Linked DNA regions of Drosophila melanogaster: region 1 is linked to region 2. The links are chromatin contacts, called in public Hi-C maps. All regions are on one chromosome and are shown on one strand. The core of a region is the stretch at or near the end of the contact, and the rest is flanking DNA. Distances in the headings are between cores, read along the strand shown.

What was found. A called contact is a pair of places that touch in the nucleus more often than the background predicts.
Region 1: a contact with region 2 is called in a Hi-C map of the Kc167 cell line, with 2.9 times the contacts expected there. A contact is called at or near these places in 14 of 107 Hi-C or Micro-C datasets (the Kc167 cell line, the ML-DmBG3-c2 cell line, the PNm cell line and 7 more) and 2 of 7 datasets of targeted methods (both in the Kc167 cell line).

The regions. Positions count from the first base shown.
Region 1 is chr3L:9,347,599-9,352,074 of dm6, forward strand. PGRP-LF (Peptidoglycan recognition protein LF) reads left to right here and starts at 2,011. Exons shown (of 4, transcript NM_140042.3): 1 at 2,011-2,226; 2 at 2,298-2,449; 3 at 2,846-3,230; 4 at 3,290-3,891. The coding sequence starts at 2,088. The coding sequence ends at 3,723. PGRP-LC (Peptidoglycan recognition protein LC) reads left to right here. Exons shown (of 6, transcript NM_206308.4): 6 at 42-738. UGP (UDP-glucose pyrophosphorylase) reads right to left here. Exons shown (of 9, transcript NM_168325.4): 8 at 4,320-4,476; 9 at 3,882-4,252. The coding sequence ends at 4,145.
Region 2 is chr3L:9,002,274-9,006,555 of dm6, forward strand. Doc3 (Dorsocross3) reads left to right here and starts at 2,923. Exons shown (of 5, transcript NM_140023.3): 1 at 2,923-3,135; 2 at 3,198-3,363; 3 at 3,502-3,769; 4 at 3,886-4,023; 5 at 4,091-4,282. The coding sequence starts at 3,045. CG5087 reads left to right here. Exons shown (of 7, transcript NM_140022.2): 7 at 1-293.

The DNA.
Region 1 (4,476 bases), core at 761-3,260, 340 kb after region 2:
TATTAACTAAACATCAAAATGTATTTTTGAAAATTCAACAGATCTGGACAACATTGGTGGTGGACTAATACTGAGATTCGTGGAGCGTCAGCAATGGCTCGCACAGCCGCCACAGAAGGAGATTCCCGATCTGGAGCTGCCCGTGGGATTGGTCATAGCCTTGCCCACCAATTCAGAAAATTGCAGCACACAGGCGATCTGTGTGCTCCGAGTTCGTCTGCTGCAGACCTACGATATAGAATCGTCGCAGAAGTGTGATATTGCGTACAACTTTCTGATTGGCGGAGATGGAAATGTATATGTGGGACGGGGCTGGAATAAAATGGGTGCCCACATGAACAATATAAACTATGACTCGCAGAGTCTTAGCTTCGCCTATATCGGATCGTTTAAGACCATCCAGCCGTCGGCCAAGCAACTAAGTGTTACTCGTCTTTTGCTGGAGCGTGGCGTAAAGCTGGGCAAGATTGCACCAAGCTACCGATTTACGGCGAGCAGTAAATTGATGCCAAGTGTAACCGATTTTAAGGCGGATGCGCTCTACGCAAGCTTCGCCAACTGGACTCATTGGTCGTGAATAGGTTAAGAGCTATTTCGATATTTTGCAATACTATCATTTATTTTCGTATTGATTTTGTATCATAGGTGTTCTCCCATTAATGTGTGGCATATTCGATTTAGCTAGAGTAACGATTCGTTTAAAAAGAAAATGTGATATTAAATAAAACAAAATGATTTACTTGATGAATTTCAATCATGTATGGGGATCAAGAACTAGCTGATAACTGGAATCGGGGAATTTCTGTAGAGGTGCTGTCTGGAACTGCCTGAAACCGGAAAAGTTGTAATATGGCTTGGCTTTTCTACGCATTCTTCCACCTGCGAGTTATGGGGCTTCCCCGATTATTGGAATTTTTAATTTCTTTCGCGACTATCTTAAAATTATTATATTATTATATTATAATTATTATTTTATACGGAGGTTAGTTTGCCTGGAGGTTGTTTTATCCGGACGTTAGTTTGCCTGCGGTTGTTTTATCCGGAGGTTTATTTATCCGGGAATCATTTTATCCGTTTTTATCCGGAGGTTAGGTTGCCTGGGGTTGTTTTATCCAGAGGTTAGTTTGCCAGGGGCTTAGCTTTCCTGGGCGTTACTTTATCGGGGGTTATTTTATCCGGAGGCTCGTTTGTTAGGGGGTTTGACTGGGGGAGTGTATTACCTGGAGGTTCATTTAACCCGAGGTTAGTTTGGCTTGGGGTTATTTCATCTGAAGGTTAGATCGTCTAGTGGTTATTATAGCAGGAGGTAAGTTTGCCTGGGGGTTTTTGTGGCTGGGTTTTGTTTTACCAGACATTTACTATCCGGAGGTTAGTTGGTCTGGAGTTCAGTTTGGCTGGGATATCTTATATCTGGCAAATATTTTATCCGGAGGTTGTATAGGCTCCATTTTACCTAAGTTTTAGTTTGTCTGTTAAAGAAATGTTTGCTAAATTCGCTTTCTTTTTCTACTTATCACGATCTATCTGCGTTCTATTTATGACAAAATAAAAACAGAATAATAATCGTGAAGAACTCTTTTTGGGTCAGTTGATCAAATCGCAGCCGCTAACTGTAGTCGGTCACTCATTCCAAGAAACCGGAAAACATCATAACTTCGGTCCAAAGATGAGCTAGCTTCTTTCAAAAACGCTAAGAGTAAGTATACGCCCCCTTGACAAAATGGGATTCCCATTTCTTGGACTGCTCACTACCATCAAATATCTCTTTCTAATCTCAAGTGGGCGGCGTTCAGAGATCGCGCACCCTGTTGCAAAAATGGCACCCTATATTAAGCTTTAAAAAGCTTTCTTTAGTTATACATACATATATTTATTTATAGGTATGAATATCTCTTATCAACAAGCTTATGAACTGCGCAGTCGCTTTAGGTTTTCAAATGTCCGGGGATTTTTCGGAGCCGTCAACAGAAATAAACAACAACCGGACTTGAGATCGGGTGCGTACTCACTTCAGTTGGCATCGGACGTTCGTCGTGCGAGGATCGATCGCGGTTGTGGGTAGTGCGATATAGTGAAAACATCTCAAGATGCCGAAAACAGTGGTAGTTACTCACCCAGGAAAACCGATAAATAACGAGAAAAGATTTCGCTTCGAGCTTCTCTATTTCTGTGTGATTCTTCTAATGGTTGTGGGTTTAGCAGCTGGCTATTTCATGTGGATGATGTGTGAGTCATTAAAGCGAATCGTAGATTGAATACAATTTAATAACCAATAACCAATTGTTAACCTGGTTTAGCCTTCTCCACACATTCGCCGAACAAGGGCCTACACATACTCGATCGCAGCGAATGGCTGGGGGAACCACCCAGTGGGAAGTACCCGCACCTTAAGCTTCCCGTCTCCAATATTATCATTCATCACACGGCAACCGAAGGATGCGAACAAGAGGTAAGTCTTACTTTGGGAATTTTAAATTGTTAATATCAAAGTGATATAGAATTGCTTTAAAGCTAACTTGAAACCAGTTTGTTTTACTTAGCTTACTGCGGCAATTACTTAGGATTCATGAAAAGGCTTTATTGTAACCAGTTGTTCTTTTCTTATCTACAAAAATTTATATAAATAATCAACCCAAAACTTTTCCTAGAAAGCCTCGTAAAACCGATATTATAATTCAATAGCTTGCCATAAAAAAAAACCCCCGCTTTGAGTCTATAGATCGACATACTTTTCGGTAAAAAACCCCCATTCTTCAGCACTATTTCGAGTTAATTAAACTTTTCTAAAAGTTAGCGGTTAAAAGACTGTTTACTTATGCATAAATCTTATTTCTATCTCGCCCAGGATGTTTGCATATACCGCATGAAGACCATTCAGGCGTTCCATATGAAATCTTTTGGTTGGGTCGACATTGGCTATAACTTTTTGGTGGGCGGCGATGGTCAAATATACGTAGGACGCGGCTGGCACATCCAGGGTCAGCATGTGAATGGATATGGTGCCATCTCCGTTAGCATAGCCTTTATCGGAACTTTTGTGAATATGGAGCCACCAGCTCGACAAATCGAAGCAGCCAAGCGACTGATGGACGAGGGCGTACGTCTCCATAGATTGCAACCGGATTATCATATATATGCCCATCGACAATTAAGCCCCACCGAAAGTCCTGGCCAGAAGCTTTTCGAGCTGATGCAAAATTGGCCCCGATTCACGCAGGATCCAACATCATGTAATGCAGTTGAAAGAAAAAAATACGAGAATATATTTATTTTCAAAATTTATTTTCAGTGCGACTCCTAAGCAATGAGACTGTAAAGATCGTTACCCGACCCTATTGGTTGGCCCAGCCACCTATAGTGCCACTTACTCCTTTGAAGCTGCCAATTGAGAGCGTGAGATTTGTGGCAACCAACACGCCATCATGTTTCACTCAAGCCGAGTGCACTTTTCGAGTGCGCCTTCTGCAAAATTGGCACATCGAGAGCAATGGATATAAGGATATTAACTATAATTTCGTTGCGGCTGGGGACGAAAACATCTACGAGGCCAGAGGTTGGGATCACAGCTGTGAACCTCCAAAAGATGCAGATGAACTAGTCGTGGCCTTTATTGGTCCATCGAGTAGCAATAAAAAGATAGCATTAGAACTAATCAAACAGGGCATAAAACTTGGTCATATAAGCAAGAACTATAGTCTAATTGACGATTTAGAAAAGTCATAGAAAACTGAAAGCAAGGGGAATGAAACTTGGCTAGTGCCATTCCTGTGCCATTTTTCAAAGTGATATTAATTTAAGACCTAATGTTAAGCATCACAAATATCTCACATCCAATAGGTGACAATCTCCTTCGTATTTATAGAAATAAACATGCCTTTATTGAGTTTCAACAGCTGCTATCTTTTATATCTCATTTGAACGACTACAACTAACATTTTTGAAAACATATTGCAATTCGATTTTGATTAAAAACCCTGACTGATTTCTACTTAACGATATATACAGATGACACACTTTGTGCTTACAACAATTGGCTAAATGAAATTCGTTATTGGAAATTTGAAACGCGAACATGGCTACTACATAAAACTTAGACAATTAGACTACAGTTAGTGAGACGATATCCAATTGTACAGGATTTGATTTAGTGGTCCAAGATGCGCATATTGCCAGATACAATCTTGTTCTCCAGAATGGCTCCAGCTGGGATATCGATACGATCGCCATGGTTAGCAATGATGATCACAGTGCCCTGCAGAATCAAGTTAAGACATGTTATTAGCGTATTTAAAATACCATTCAATATTATTCAAACTTACGCGCAAAGAAACGCCACGACCGAAAGTCACATCTCCGCTCACGGTCAAGTGATCCAGCTCAATGATGTCCGGGATGTTGGCAAAGCGACCCAGGAACTCCTTGACCTTCGAGAAGTGGTTCTCTCCCAGCTTGACGAGCGGCGTGGTAGGGAACATT
Region 2 (4,282 bases), core at 1,673-4,172:
ATCAATATGAAACACAATTATTAAGAAGTAAACATAAACGTATAGCTGTGATAAAACTATAATAAACTAACGAAGAGTACACAAGAAATAGCAAGCTGAATTACGAATACTGGAACGAACAATCCATTGTGTTGGCTGATGATAAAAGAGAAAATGTCTAGTAAATATTGTAAATTGTGGCATGGCACACAACAAATATCTAACCCACGTACGGTGTAAGCCAAAAGTTACATGTAAACCACGAAAGAAAAGAAAAACCAGAAACAATAAATCTATGTGTCTGATTCATGTGCAAAATGTAAGCCTGTTTTATCAGATTTATTTGGCGTAAGGTAGCCTAAGCGCGTTCCCAAAGATAACAAACTTGCAATTAGTGAGCGCAGCTCAGATTTCCCCGGGTTTTTCCAGCCCGAAAACTGAATGAAAATGGAAATGAAGCCGGACACAAGTGGCGAGCTGCGCGAGTGCGCTAATGACACAAATCCGTCTGCTGTCCCAAACTCCTCGACTCACTTCCTCCGCTAATTGCCTGAGTCACACTCGTCGAGGGTCGTCGTCGTCGTTGTCCTCAGGATCGCGATCGGGATCGGGATCGGGTCAGAGGCACTTAGACCGGACTGGTGAATAAGCGGAAATATGGTTGAGAGTTTATGCAAAGCTAGTCGAGTTACGAATTACCGGAAATTGCATATCTGCCTGCCGAATGACTAATGACCGGAGACGGGTAATGGAAATGCGAGCAGGGATTAAGGTAGGATCCTCAAATGTCCCCAGATGATCCAAGATACGTATACGATTTAGAATCAATGATATTTTAGAAATGATTGAAAAGTCATTTTAGGTAATTTTATGGGCAAAAATGATTGAATAACTAAACATAAATATATTAAAAATAGTAAGCAAGATATGGTCCTTTTTTTTTGTAAATATCAGACTGGTGTATTTATCCCCGCACTAAATCTGCATTCCCGGAGGTAATTTGAGATTTTTATCCTGGTCATCGATCGTTAGGGATCTTTATGGGTTCCGTTCCGTTCCGGTTCCCATTTTAATACCCCCAAGCGATGTCCTTTTGCGGTTTTGTCGGCCCGCTTTTGTCTCCAACATCCAGCAGACCAGACAATAGCAAACAAATTGTAGAGCAGACCCACAAACAGGCAATAATCATAACAATAATTTTGGAAACTGCAGAGAGACACACAAACAGTCGGCGGTCGTCGCACAGCCAGGCCATAAAACTGAAACTGGCATCCTCGCATCATCGAGGCTCTCGCTTTTGTTCCACGGTTGTTCCCGTCGTTGAGGAGGCATCAGCTCGGGGACAAAGTGTGATGATTTTTATGACTCGCCTGTGAGTTTGTGCCGCCAGTGTCGCCCTGCCAACGGCACCGGCACCCGAAATGCAGGACAAGTGGCAACAAGTGGCTGATCCGTTAGACGTATCCCTTTTCCATCCCGTCCTACTACGATGCTCAAGTGGCTCGAAGGCGACAGTGTCTTGGCGCCAGTTTGATTTGATGGCCGCTCCCGGCTGCCGCAATTTGTTGTGGCCCAGCATCGAGTACAAAGTACCATTTAAAGGTCTGATTAGCCGGACTTATCACGGGGCGGATCTCTTTCGAGATTCTCCTTCGCAACGGTAGCGGCGATATTTCGCTGCATCTACAAGATGCACGGCAGATTGCAGATAAGTTAAATGCAACCGAACATATGGGTTCCGATCATGACGGTGGAATAGATAGATCTATGAACTGGTTATCAAAGGTTTGACACTCAAGTGCTGTCTCAAGATGATATGCCGATGATCAAAATGTTAAATAACCTAGAAGATACTTTAGAAGTCATTCGATTTGAAGGATAAGCTGTGGGAAAATAATAATAATAATAATAATAATAGTGCAGTACTAAAATTCTTAACCTAAATTTTAAATCTTTTTGTATAGTATCTCTTTAAATATTCTTGTCTAATAAATACCACTTTTAACAAAGAGTAAATATAAATTACTTGATTTTCACACCTTTATTTTATTTGCCTAGATTTGGCTTCATTATCACATTGATGAATAGTAAAATGCCGACATAAAACAAAATGCTCGTATATTTTTTTTTATATTTTTGTTATAATGATAATGCAATGTTATAAAAGTACTTTGTTTGATAATATTTTTGTTTTTTATCTATTGAATTGTGGCAATTCAACTCAGACTGTAAACACTGATAGTTAACAGAGAGTTAACGAAGATTTTCCAATCTGTTTATTGTTTTTAACATTAACAAAATTGAAAAGAACGATGAATAAATTTATTTCTACAAAGTATTTTGGAAATTCCTCCTCTAATTCTATACGCCTAATGTTTTTCTCGTGCCTCCGAAATTACAGCTTCCCATTTCTGGGACAATGTAATCTCGCCGAACATTATTGGTTGGCCCATATCCAAAACGTTTTCCAGTTCCATAAATATTACAAACGATTAGGCGACTTCAAAGAGCGCTCCCCCGATTCCACGAAGAAAAGCCCCATTCCCCATTGCCGTTCCCTTTCCACGTAACGCTATCAGCAGCAAGATGGGTGCCGTGCCCCCCAGTTCCGTGAGAGGAGGTCACCAGAACCGCTCCACGCGGCGTTACGAAAATGGCGTTCCATCTGGCGCAGCGAGTGCAAGCGGGACGGCGTAACGCTCGCTGATAAGCGACCAATGGCAAAGAGATAAACATACACACATGGCCTGACGCACTGGAAGTGGAAGCGAGAGAGCGGGTGAGTGGCAAGCCACTTGAGCATGAGAACAGGTTAGGCAACTACCTGAGGATAGGGATCGGATCGGATCGGATCGGCAGAGTGAAGAGCGAAGTGAGCGGGAGGAACCCAACCGACCGGATTCTGGCAGAACTGAAGTAGTGCCCGCTCTGAGATTCCGAGAGACAGTCTCAATCTGGACAGCAAAGCGATCAGTTCGTGTTCCAGACGTCGATTGCCCACGGAATAATATCAACGTATCACAAAAATAATAGATTACGCACATAGCTCCACGAAGACCCCAAATATGTTGACCTTGCCCAACATCGCCGATCTGCGATTGCAGCAGCAGATCGCCCAGGAGATATACCGCCAGCAGATTATGCAACGTTTACCCGGTAAGTGGAGCACTCCCTGCGCTTGTGATTTGCCGTCGGCTAACCCAAAGTGTCTACCACAGATCCCCTATGCGGCCTGCTACCCAACTTTGCCGGACACTTTATGCCACCGCCGCCACCGCCGCAACCCACTTTGCCCGGCGATGTGGAGGCCAAGCTGGAGAATAACGAACTCTGGCAGCAGTTCCACAGCATCGGCACCGAGATGATCATCACCAAGTGCGGCAGGTTGGTACCATTTTAAAGTCAACTATTTGCTCGCCCCCATCAGCTTATCTCCCATTGATAAGCCTTCTGCTTACTCTTAAATCTTACGGCGCAAACGTGTCACTAACATCCATTAACCAACGCCTCCATCCCTTTCAGACGCATGTTCCCTTCGATGCGGGTTTCCCTCAGTGGACTGGAGGAGGAGGCCAGCTATTGCGTGCTCCTCGAGATGGTGCCCATTGGCGATTGTCGCTATAAGTTCTCTGGATCCCAGTGGGTGCCGGCCGGAGGAGCCGAGCCCCAGAGCCCGCAGCGCATGTATCTGCATCCGGAGAGTCCAGCCACGGGAAAACACTGGCAATCCCAGGCTCTGCTCTTCAGCAAAGTGAAATTGACGAATAATACGCTGGATAACAATGGTCATGTAAGTAAACTTTGTCAAGAATATTACATAAACAAATTTGATCTTTTGTTCTTGAGTAGAAATATATGTATCTTTGTATATCCTCAAACTAACCGTGTATTTTTCTGTCTCTCCAGATCGTCTTGGCCAGCATGCACAAGTATCAGCCGCGTCTGCACGTCATACGAACCTCTGATCTCGGCCAGATTCCCTGGGCCCCCCAACAGGCCTTTATCTTTCCGGAGACGGAGTTTATAGCCGTAACAGCTTATCAGGTGCGTGGTGCTATATCGCAGTCTAAATATGGCACGTGATAGCTAATCCTCTTGTTTGCATTTGCAGAATGACCGCATAACCAAGCTGAAGATCGACAACAATCCCTTTGCCAAGGGATTCCGTGAGTCGGGTCAGTCGAGATGCAAACGGAAGATCAATGACTCGCCACCGCCAACGCAGCCCGAGGCAAACCAGGTGGATCGAAGCCCGGTGACATCGCCGTTAGCCAAACGGTTGCGACTCGTGGAGGAATTTCCC